Linked DNA regions of Mus musculus: region 2 is linked to region 1. The links are chromatin contacts, called in public Micro-C maps. All regions are on one chromosome and are shown on one strand. The core of a region is the stretch at or near the end of the contact, and the rest is flanking DNA. Distances in the headings are between cores, read along the strand shown.

Region 1 (4,893 bases), core at 152-2,651:
CTATCTAAACAAGCAGGACTTGGTGGGATAGCCAGTTTCCACCATTATCAGGCCTGTAGAGAAAGCAGGATCTCTGCCTGGTGGTCCTGCTCGCCTCCATGCCCACCTGAGCAGACATGGAGAAGGACAGGAGAAACTCAAGGACTGGGATTACTAGAGACTCATAGTTCATGGTCCCCAGGTGGAGGGTGGGTACACAGGACCACCCTAGGGTCACACTGATAACCGAGGTGTGGCATGTGGGCCAGACCTCTAAGTCTTGGGAGCACCACACTGGAAGCACCAAGCTGAGGGCACCAGAGAAGTTTCAGGGCTGAGAAGCAGGTACCAGAGTTTCAGATGACTCCCAAGGTAGCATGGTGGGAGCCTCAGAAGCAGGCCCCATCGCTAAATGTTTGCCAAACTCAATGACTCAAGAGCCTACCTAATGGTCAAATTAGAGGTCTGGCCTTTTAGGGCTCTCTTAACTTCTTTTCTACTATTATTATTTTTTTTTTTATGAGCAGCCCCAAACAGCATATCTCAAATGGAACTCTTGGCTCTCTCTTCTCGCTGGGAGCCTGGTTCCCAACTGGTAGGCTGTTAACCTAGTCCTCCTCAAAGCTCAGGTCTCATCCCTGGTCTCACTCTGCCCCCACCCACCTGTCACTCATTCACGCATGGGTCCAACCAGCTCCCTGCAAAGCCAGGGGGTGAGCCCAAAAGCTGAACTAGACTGGCCCTGCCTCACACTGGCCTGGTTCAGAGGTCCCTGGTCTCCCAGCCAGTCTGCGGAAAGAAATCACAAGGTTGCCCACCAGGGAACCAGCCCTCACCCCTTCTTATTGCAGGGTCCCCCCAATTCTGCTTCCACGAGAACTCTCAAAACCGCATTAATGCTCAACCTAGGGCCACCCAACCAGTGGGTCACGTGTTTACTGAACACATGTTTCCGGCTCAGACTGTGGGAGGCTAGCACTGCTGGCCACGTGGAGACCGGTGAATGTAGCAACTTTGGGGGACTTGGGCCAGGGGTCCTGCAGGCAACGGCCAATCCTGGCTCAGCCCTGGCTGTCTGCCAAAGCAGGCTGTAGCCGCTGGCTGTGATTGACAGCCAGGACACTAAGCCGAGGTGGCCCTGCCGCGTGGACCCTGGCGGGTTTCCCGCCGCGTGCGGGCGCCTCCGGCTTCCGGCCCGGGCCCCGCACCCACCCGACCTGGGCTGCTTAGCCCGTTCCGCGGGTCACGACTTTACTCACAACACATTCCGCGCCATGGCAGCCGCACCTCCTGGTCAGGAAGGAGCGACACCCGCCCCGCACAGCGCCCGCGCTGGCACAGCGCCCCCTCGCTTCCGGAGGCCGCGCTACCCTCTCCCTGCACCGCAGGGCCCCGCACTTTCGGTGTCCCGCAAACCCCACCCCACCCCCAACCCCGCACCCGAAAAGCCCCTCCCCCACCCGTGCACCGTAAGCTGCTTGCGCACCGCCCCCGGCACAGCGCACCCCGCCTCTCAGCCATAAAAACAGTGAACAGCCCCGCCCCTCACCCGGCCCCGCAAAAAGCCGGCATACACTCTGTACCCATTTGCCCCATCCCAGCACCACACAGAATCCTGCATACCTCTCGGTGTATAGTGTACCTCCCTGTTCTTCAACCTGTAAGCACCCTACAGTACATGCTTTCCCACCCACAAGGGCACCACACTTTGCCATGAGCAGTCCCGCATCTCTGCACTGCTGGCTGGTGGATTCTACAAAGGGCAACTACTATCCTGTTTCCCCACCCCAACATTGCATGGCCCCACCAAGCACAGTCATACACCTTGTACCCCCCCCCCCAAATCTGCTCTGTGAATCTACTCTGTTCCCTTGCTGTAGGTGGTCCAGCAGTACCTTTGTCCCCACTCCCCTTTTTCTGGACTGGACGAAACCACCCCATAAGGCTCACCAAGGCCTGGCCACATAGCCCCCACCCTGTGTTCCACAGCCTAGTCTTTCTCTAGGCTCTGCCAGCTCTTTGTCCCCTTTCCCACATAAGCACATCAGAGGCTACACCCATGCCCTATCCCACATAGGACCCTAGCCCCCCTCAACAATTAAGTCACAGCCTCGCCAACAATCCCTTGGGCAGCAGAGATGGGGAAGGGTGGGGTGGACTGGATCTCTTGTATGAAGTCTACGGCCCCTCTCCCAATCCAGACTGGGTTGTTTTCCCTTCCAGGCAAGACTCCCAGGACCCCCTCCTTTCTCCTTCCCTCCCTTTCTTGGCTGCCCAGCCACATTTGCAGCCCAGCAGCACTGCATACTCCCTGTCCCAGGAGCCCCTGGCCACACCTCCTTCAAGAGGCCACTAGCCTCCCAAGGCCTTGCTGTTCACAAGTCCTCAGCCCTGCAGGTCAGAGACCCTCCAGCTTCGTCCTAACTAAGGGATCCCTGCCCATAGCTCTTGTCCCGACTTGGTGGTCTTGCTGCTCTCTCCTGCTTCCTGGCCCATCTCTCCCCATAGGTTCTCTCTGCTGCTTTCCAGCTCCCTCGGTCCTTGTTAAGTTTCTGTCTGTACCCCACGGCAACATAGTTGTGTTTGGGGGCTCAGGAAAGGAGACATGGGTGGAGATATCAGGCACATTATAAGAGGCCATCATGGTGGCTCTGGGAGAAGCATCTAGGTCACCCATTTAATGATCAAAATGACCACTGGGGTCCCCTAGGATGAAGGATTAGAGGTGAGTTGTGAGCACAGATCCCTGCCCATATCCACTCCTGTGTAGTGTTACAAAATGAATGTGGCTATGACCCAGCAGCAGATGATATTAGCCTAGCCTGAGTTCTGAGCCCCATCTCTCTTCCTCTCCAGATCAGACTTCTGGGGTTTTCTCCCACTTCTTCTGTCACCCATTGCTCGGCCTGACTGGACTGCCGTAGCCCGCTACAGTACCATTCCACACCTCCTCCAAGAGGCCGAAGGCTAAAAAAAAAGGAACACAAGGACCAGAAAAGTACAAGGTTGTCCTTTCCTTAGTAAAGACTGTTGTTAGCCATATTTAAGATGGGCTCAGGGTTGTAACAAAAAATTAGTTCCCTAGCTGGCCACTGCTTGGGAAGAGACTTGGTAGACCATGTAGGACTGGGAGATTGAATTTAGATTCATGAGTCTTGCACCTTTACCCAAACTGAGCTATCTTGCTGGCCAGCTCTAAAATTAGGTGGTTCTGAGACTCCCCCTGGGAAGAAAGCATTTAAGTGTGAGGTGACCTTATATGTGACATATGGTGTACGTAACTCTGGGAGAAAAAGACTCCCTAGTCAAAGAAGGTGCTGAGCAGGGAGAAGCCAAGTGGCCCTGTGGGAGCTGGGGTCCTCACAGCTTGGAAGACAAAGGGTGAAGGAAAGGGTCCCTTGTGGGTGATGAGCAGCTGATCTTAGGACACATTGTAAAAGGGACTAGTGTTGCCACTTCAGCTACCTACCTCAAGCCTGTCCCACCAGAGTCCCTCAGTTCCCTTCTGGATGAAAGTTTCTGGTTGAATGTTAGGCAACTTTGGAACTGCAAAATGGTTGGTGTAGGGGAGGATTTCAGGCTAAGGATACACCTGGTCCTCCCAACACCAACACAGGAGTCCCATTCTGGCCCAGATGTGGCCCATCTGAGCAAGCCACATCTCCACCCCTTGATAAACCAAGAGTTACGGAGTACACCTGTAATCCCAGCACTTGGGAGACCAGGCTGGCCTTGAATTCAGAGATCTGCCTGCTTCTGCCTCCTGAGTGCTGGGGTTAAAGGTATGAGCCACCACAGGCAGTTTACTTTCTAATCTTGGATCAGACCTAACAAATCTCATGCCATGCAGAAATTCTCTTTCTTGGTTCCCAGCTTGTCTTCTCAGCCTCCCTGAAGTTATTATTTGAAGAACCAAATTAATAATAATAATGATGATGATAGTAATAAATTCCAGTTTGTCAATTTGTTCTAGAGAATATGCTTTTGGTGTTGTGACTAATAAACCTCTTATATTCTGTATTGCTGTTATTTGTTTTACATAGATTTTACATGCTGTATAGGGTATGAGTTCTGTTCGTTCTTTCTCTCTCTTTCTTTCTTTCCTTCTTTCTTTCTTTCTTTCTTGCTTTCTTGCTTTCTTGCTTTCTTGCTTTCTTGCTTTCTTGCTTTCTTTCTTTCTTTCTTTCTTTCTTTCTTTCTTTCTTTCTTTCTTTCTTCCTTGTATTTAGGTGTTCAATTGTCCTAGCCAAGTTTCTCTAAGAGGCTGTTTTACACTCAGTTGCCTTTGTACCTTGTGTCAAAATTGGTGACAGCTCAGTGGGTAGAGGCGCTTGCTATGAGAACTGACTCCCTGAATTGGATTCCCAGAACCCACATGGAGAGAGCCAACTCCCAAGGGTTGGCCTCTGACCTCCACATAAGCACTGTGGAGTGCATACTCTCCATACAAAATAAATAAGTACATGCAATAAAAATGGTTTTTTGTTTTTCCAGAAGTCCTGCGGTGCTCATCTCCGGAGCATCTTGTCCCTTGGTCTATTTCAGTGTTTTATACCAGTGCCACCCTGTTTAGAGTTTCAGTTCTCACAATGTGGGCACTTGGATTTTATTGTTCTTGTTCAAGGATGTTTGGGCTATTTGGGGCCATTTGCGAGATTCCGTCCACAAAACCATCACCAGTGATGATTTTTACAGGGGACTTGATCTGCAGAACATTGTACGGAAACCCTGGTGCCACTGTAAAGTATTCACGCATTCAAAGATTGGGTCAACGGGAAGTTTTTTAAGAGCAGAAAAGGGGAGCCATTTACGTAAGCTCCAGGGGAACAAAGTTCACCTGTCAATCTTGAAGGGCCAGGGGCGGCTTTGGCGCCAGCTCCTTGGTGGAGGTACCCGCAGGGTTGTGTTCTGTCC
Region 2 (4,559 bases), core at 769-3,268, 470 kb before region 1:
AGAGCAAGGTCTCAGGAAGGAACGGCCCACATTCAGATGACTGGGAAAGCCTGGGTGAAACAGGAACAGGGTGGCCATGGGGAGGGCCCTGGGAGGGAGAATCTGGATTAGCCATTGAGGGTTGTGGGGGCACACTGAGGCACCCATATGGAGAACTGGATACGGCAGCAACAAGAGCTTTCTTCTTTGGGGTTGTGAAACGTCTCTTCAATGGCTAGGCAAGGACAGTGGATCTCTGACAAGGAAGCCCAGGTTGCAGAAACAGCTTTAGGGACTGCCTGGTCACTTTTGGTCTTCTAATGAGAAGTGGAATTCACCCAGTCCTGTCTCCAGACCTGGCTAGGTATCAGAACCAAGCCCTTCTGGGGTTTTTAGAGATAACCCCAGGGCAGAGAGGGCCAATTCTCTCTTTCAGGGGCCCTGCAGCACCCAGGTAGAGGTTTTTTTTTTTTTTTTTTTTTTGACTGGTCCAGGTAGGAGGGTCCTGATTGAGCAAGTGGAAGGTCCTGACTGTGTAAGTGGAGGGACTCACTGGTCTATATCCCCTGACCTTTGCTTCTTTCTGGATACTTCTGCTGGGGTCAGGCAGCTCCCTGGTCTTATTCCTCTCCAGCTCTTGTCCCCGTCTGAGGTCTGGGAGCCGGGGTCGTCTGGCAGCACATGGAACTTACCGCAGCCATGAGGCCATGGGCCTCCCTCACAGTGGCTATGGTGCTCAGAGCAGCTCCCAGGCTCAGGAGCCCCGCTAGGCTGATCCCCACATAGAAGGCTGTGGGAAGAGAAAGACAGAGGGTATGGAATCTAGCCTGGGGACTGGGCATAGAGGTTGGATCTGAAATCTATCTACTTTGGGAGTCACAGAGCTAGAACTGACCTTCGGGGAGGTCCCAAAAGGCACATATCTCTGGCTCAAAAGAAGGAATGTCCATAGCCCAATAGCCTGTCCTCCTGAGGCTGAGAAGGAAGGGGGAAGAGAAGGTAGCTAAGAGACAGTACTCTTTCCCCCATTCCTCCTGTCCTCCCTGCCTCACAGACTATCTTTAAGGACATCCCCATACTCTAGTGACAGGTGACAGTGTAGGCTGTACCTTATCAGTGCAGGCCCAGGCCCCAGGCTTCCTGCCTAAGGGAGGCCTAGTGCCTTGGAAGGCAGGGACTGGGGCTACCCATCCCCCATTCAGGGGCCTCAGTTTTCCACTTTTTCCTACTGGGTGGTGACCTTCCTAGATTCCTTGCATTCCTCTTATTAAAGTGGCCTTGTTCTTGTGGAAGTGAGGCACCCTGGCAGGTTGGGTCCTAGCTGCACATTTTCTGCCCTCTGTATATGGTATTCCCTGCCAAGCCCCACAGGCCCACCTGAGTGGGCCCCAGGAGATCCCTGCCCTGAACACATAGATCTGGGCCCTGCCACAGCTTCACCACTGCTATGGGGCAGGCGAATCAAGGCAGGAGTGCCTGCTGTCGCCTAAACCTCCCCACCTTTGTTAGTCCAACCCAGACACTGGGGCTGCCTCTCCCTACTCCTGACCTCTGGTTTTTGGCCAAAGCCAGCTCCTCTGGGCAGCCTAGGGCTGGGGAGTAAGGTCTGTTCCTCCCAGATGTGTTTGGCCCTGGAGCCCTCTCACTTCCACTCCACAGCCATTTCTGGTCTCACTTACCCCAATAGCGCAGTGTTTCATAGGGGTTCCTCTCCAACGATGCATGGCCAATCACAGTAAAGTGGTCTCCAAAGTGAATGACAACCACCATGGTGGCCATAGAGAGGCCCAGCAGCTGAGGGTGAAGTGGGCTCACTGTCAGCGCTGGGGAGTTGCAGAGGCCCCTCACCCTGACAGAATATAGGGTCTGGGCTTCTTAGGCCCCCAGCCTGGCTCCCTCCAGCTTCCTTGGTGCACAGGAACAAGGCAGCTACAGGAGGCCTACATATTTCTGTGGGCAGGCACTCACAGATAGTGTACTACACACAGAGATAAGTAGAAAACACACTAGCCAGTGCCCCATGGTGCTCAGCTCCTCTCCTCTCCTCTCCTCTCCCCTCCCTTCACTTCCTCTCTCCTCCCTTCCTCTTTACTCTCCTCCCTTCTGTGGTTCACCAGTGAGTGGGGACCTCAGACCACAGCAGACACAGTAGGTATCGCTGTGTCCTCCCATCTGAAGACCCAGGAGCTCATATCAAACTGTCTGCAGAGACTCGTCTGCAGTCCCTGACCTGGCAGTCCCAGTCTCTGGGTCCCAAGCAGCACCCCTTCCGGGTAGTCCTTGCACACTCTTAAGTCACCAGCCAACCTAGGTTTTCCCAGGCTCTTCACTGACCCTTGCCTACAAGGACATCAGGTACAGATGTTCACAGTCCTCTAAAGGTGGCCACCAGGGACCCAGAACCAGTCTGAGGGACTGTGGTGTGGCAGGAGGGAAGACCACAGTGCTGGAAGCCCGGGCATGGTGAACTATTTCCTCTCCTGCCTGCCCACCCATCCACTCCTGCCCCACATGCATGTTACCAAGACTAGGAAGTTGGTGATCAGTATCTGGCATTTGGCAATCTTGATTCGATTCCAGTGCCCCATGGTGCTCAGCTCCTCTCCTCTCTGCCCTCGTCTCCTCTCCTCTCTTCTCCCCTCCCTTCACCTCCCCTCTCCTCCCTTCCTCTTTACTCTCCTCCCTTCTGTGGTTCCCCAGTGGGTGGGGACCTCAGACCACAGCAGACACAGTAGGTATCATTGTGTCCTCCTATCTGTCAGCAACCCTTGTAACCTAGTGGCTGTGTTGGGGGAAGGAAGAAGGGCAGGCCGGAAGGGGGGCAGTTTCTATACCAGCTGTTGCTCTGGCCTGGCCCAAGATAACTGGATTTTTGTAGGCATGAGGCCTCCCTTTGGGTAGGCTGGGCTACACTGCAGCATGGGGAGGGGTGGAGTCTTGAGGGGAGCAGAAAGAGAAGGACCTATGGTTATAAGGCATGGCATTGGTTGTAAGGGTGTACTAACCTGTAACTGTCCAGCTACGTAAAAACCTTTAGTGTTTGGTTAGACCTCATGTCCCAAAGTCCTCCTGGGACTAATCCCCAAACAGGACTTCTGCAAGTGGCAAATGTGTCTCATGACCGACCTGATGGCATTAACCAATTCATAACTGGCACAGAGGGGAAGGGTGTGATAGAGTCAAATCTCAGGAAATGTCCAGGGGTTGGGCAAACAGGCATAGGCGTTTCAAGATGGAGGAAGTCTGTTTGTATTGACCTTCGGTGAACTAGCCATATTTGATTGAAAAACAAAAGCAGAGCATGCTTCCCACAGCCAGCACCTGGGAGGCTGAGGCAGGAAGGTATTAGCAAGTCAGAGGCTAACCTAACACACTCAGTGAGACCCCCACCTCAAAATACACAGGCTGGGGACAGGGCTCAGTTGAAGTGTTTGCAGTGCAAGCATGAGGACCTGAGGTCGGATACCCCAGAACCCATGTTAAAGAAGTCAGGCATGGCAGCGCATGCTTGTAATCCCAGTGCCATGGAGGCTGAGGCAGGACGATGCTGCCCGGACTCACTGGCCAGCCAGCCAGTGACACCTGAGGTTGACCTCTGGCTTCCACGTGCCTCCACCTACACCCTGCCCCAGGAACACATACATAAATCAATACACGATAAGAAAGAGCCATCTGAAACTCTGTCAGCCACTTTTTGAAAAGGAGCAAGTGTTTGCTTACTTCAAGAACTGGAGCCCCCCCAAGAGGGTCGGTGCCCCACTCCCATAGGCTCTCTGTCAAAATGTGCGTCTGCAATAACACACAGGATGATGTAAGCCACGGAATGGGCAGTACTGCAAATTCAAATATATGCAGGCCATGCTAAGTGGGCTTTGGAGAGTATAACATGAGTGTTCACCTTAAAACCTGGTTATGTCTAAGCCTGTCCAGATATCTGAGGCTGTTTCTGGGTACCCAGAAAAGGATGCATGGCCCTCTTTTCACACCCTGTAATGTAGGGTTCTCCTAGTCAGGGGGCATCTTGGTAGGAAAAAGAGGTAACTGTGGAAGTGATCCCTGGGCCTTCTAGAAGCCAGTGAAATAGGGCTGTGTTCTGGGCTGTCAATGTTGCTGCTGGGAAGATTGTCAAGTGGCCACCCATTCAGGAAGACTGACATTGGAGCCTCCTGCTGTAGTCCCCTCTTTTCTCCTTCTTCCTAAGGGGCTCTTCCAGCACTCCAGGTGTCTCCTCTGCAGCCTGCATTTCCCAGAGTCTTAGTTCTCAGCCTGTAGGGTAGGTGAGGGGTGACCACTATATCACTCAGGGAAGACTCCAAGACCCAGCCAGGGTGCAGAGCAGCTTAGGTGCAGCCAAGTCTCAGGGTGTGGCCTAAGCTTCATGTGTGCCAGGCCTCCTGCAGCAGAGCCTCCTGCTTGCTCAATCCTTAACCACCTTTCTCTACCTGCATGGAAGAAAGAGTCAGGCAGCCTCCAGGACCCAAGATGGGCCTGGAACCACCTAGAACCCCCTCCTCAATTACTCCGTGCCTAGGACAAGAGTGGAGCCAGGCGCTTTCCTCAGACAGCCTCACTTTGTCTTC

Evidence for each region. A called contact is a pair of places that touch in the nucleus more often than the background predicts.
Region 2: a contact with region 1 is called in a Micro-C map of embryonic stem cells, with 3 times the contacts expected there. The contact joins the promoter of Tspan32 here to the promoter of Mrpl23 in region 1. A contact is called at or near these places in 1 of 39 promoter capture datasets (the HPC-7 cell line), 3 of 484 Hi-C or Micro-C datasets (CD4 T cells, the G1E-ER4 cell line and embryonic stem cells) and 1 of 115 datasets of contacts at active chromatin or transcription factors (pancreatic cancer cells).

The regions. Positions count from the first base shown.
Region 1 is chr7:142,529,540-142,534,432 of GRCm38.p6, reverse strand. Mrpl23 (mitochondrial ribosomal protein L23) reads right to left here and starts at 1,401. Exons shown (of 5, transcript NM_011288.2): 1 at 1,239-1,401. The coding sequence starts at 1,255.
Region 2 is chr7:143,003,118-143,007,676 of GRCm38.p6, reverse strand. Tspan32 (tetraspanin 32) reads right to left here and starts at 2,018. Exons shown (of 8, transcript NM_020286.3): 1 at 1,659-2,018; 2 at 672-769. The coding sequence starts at 1,758.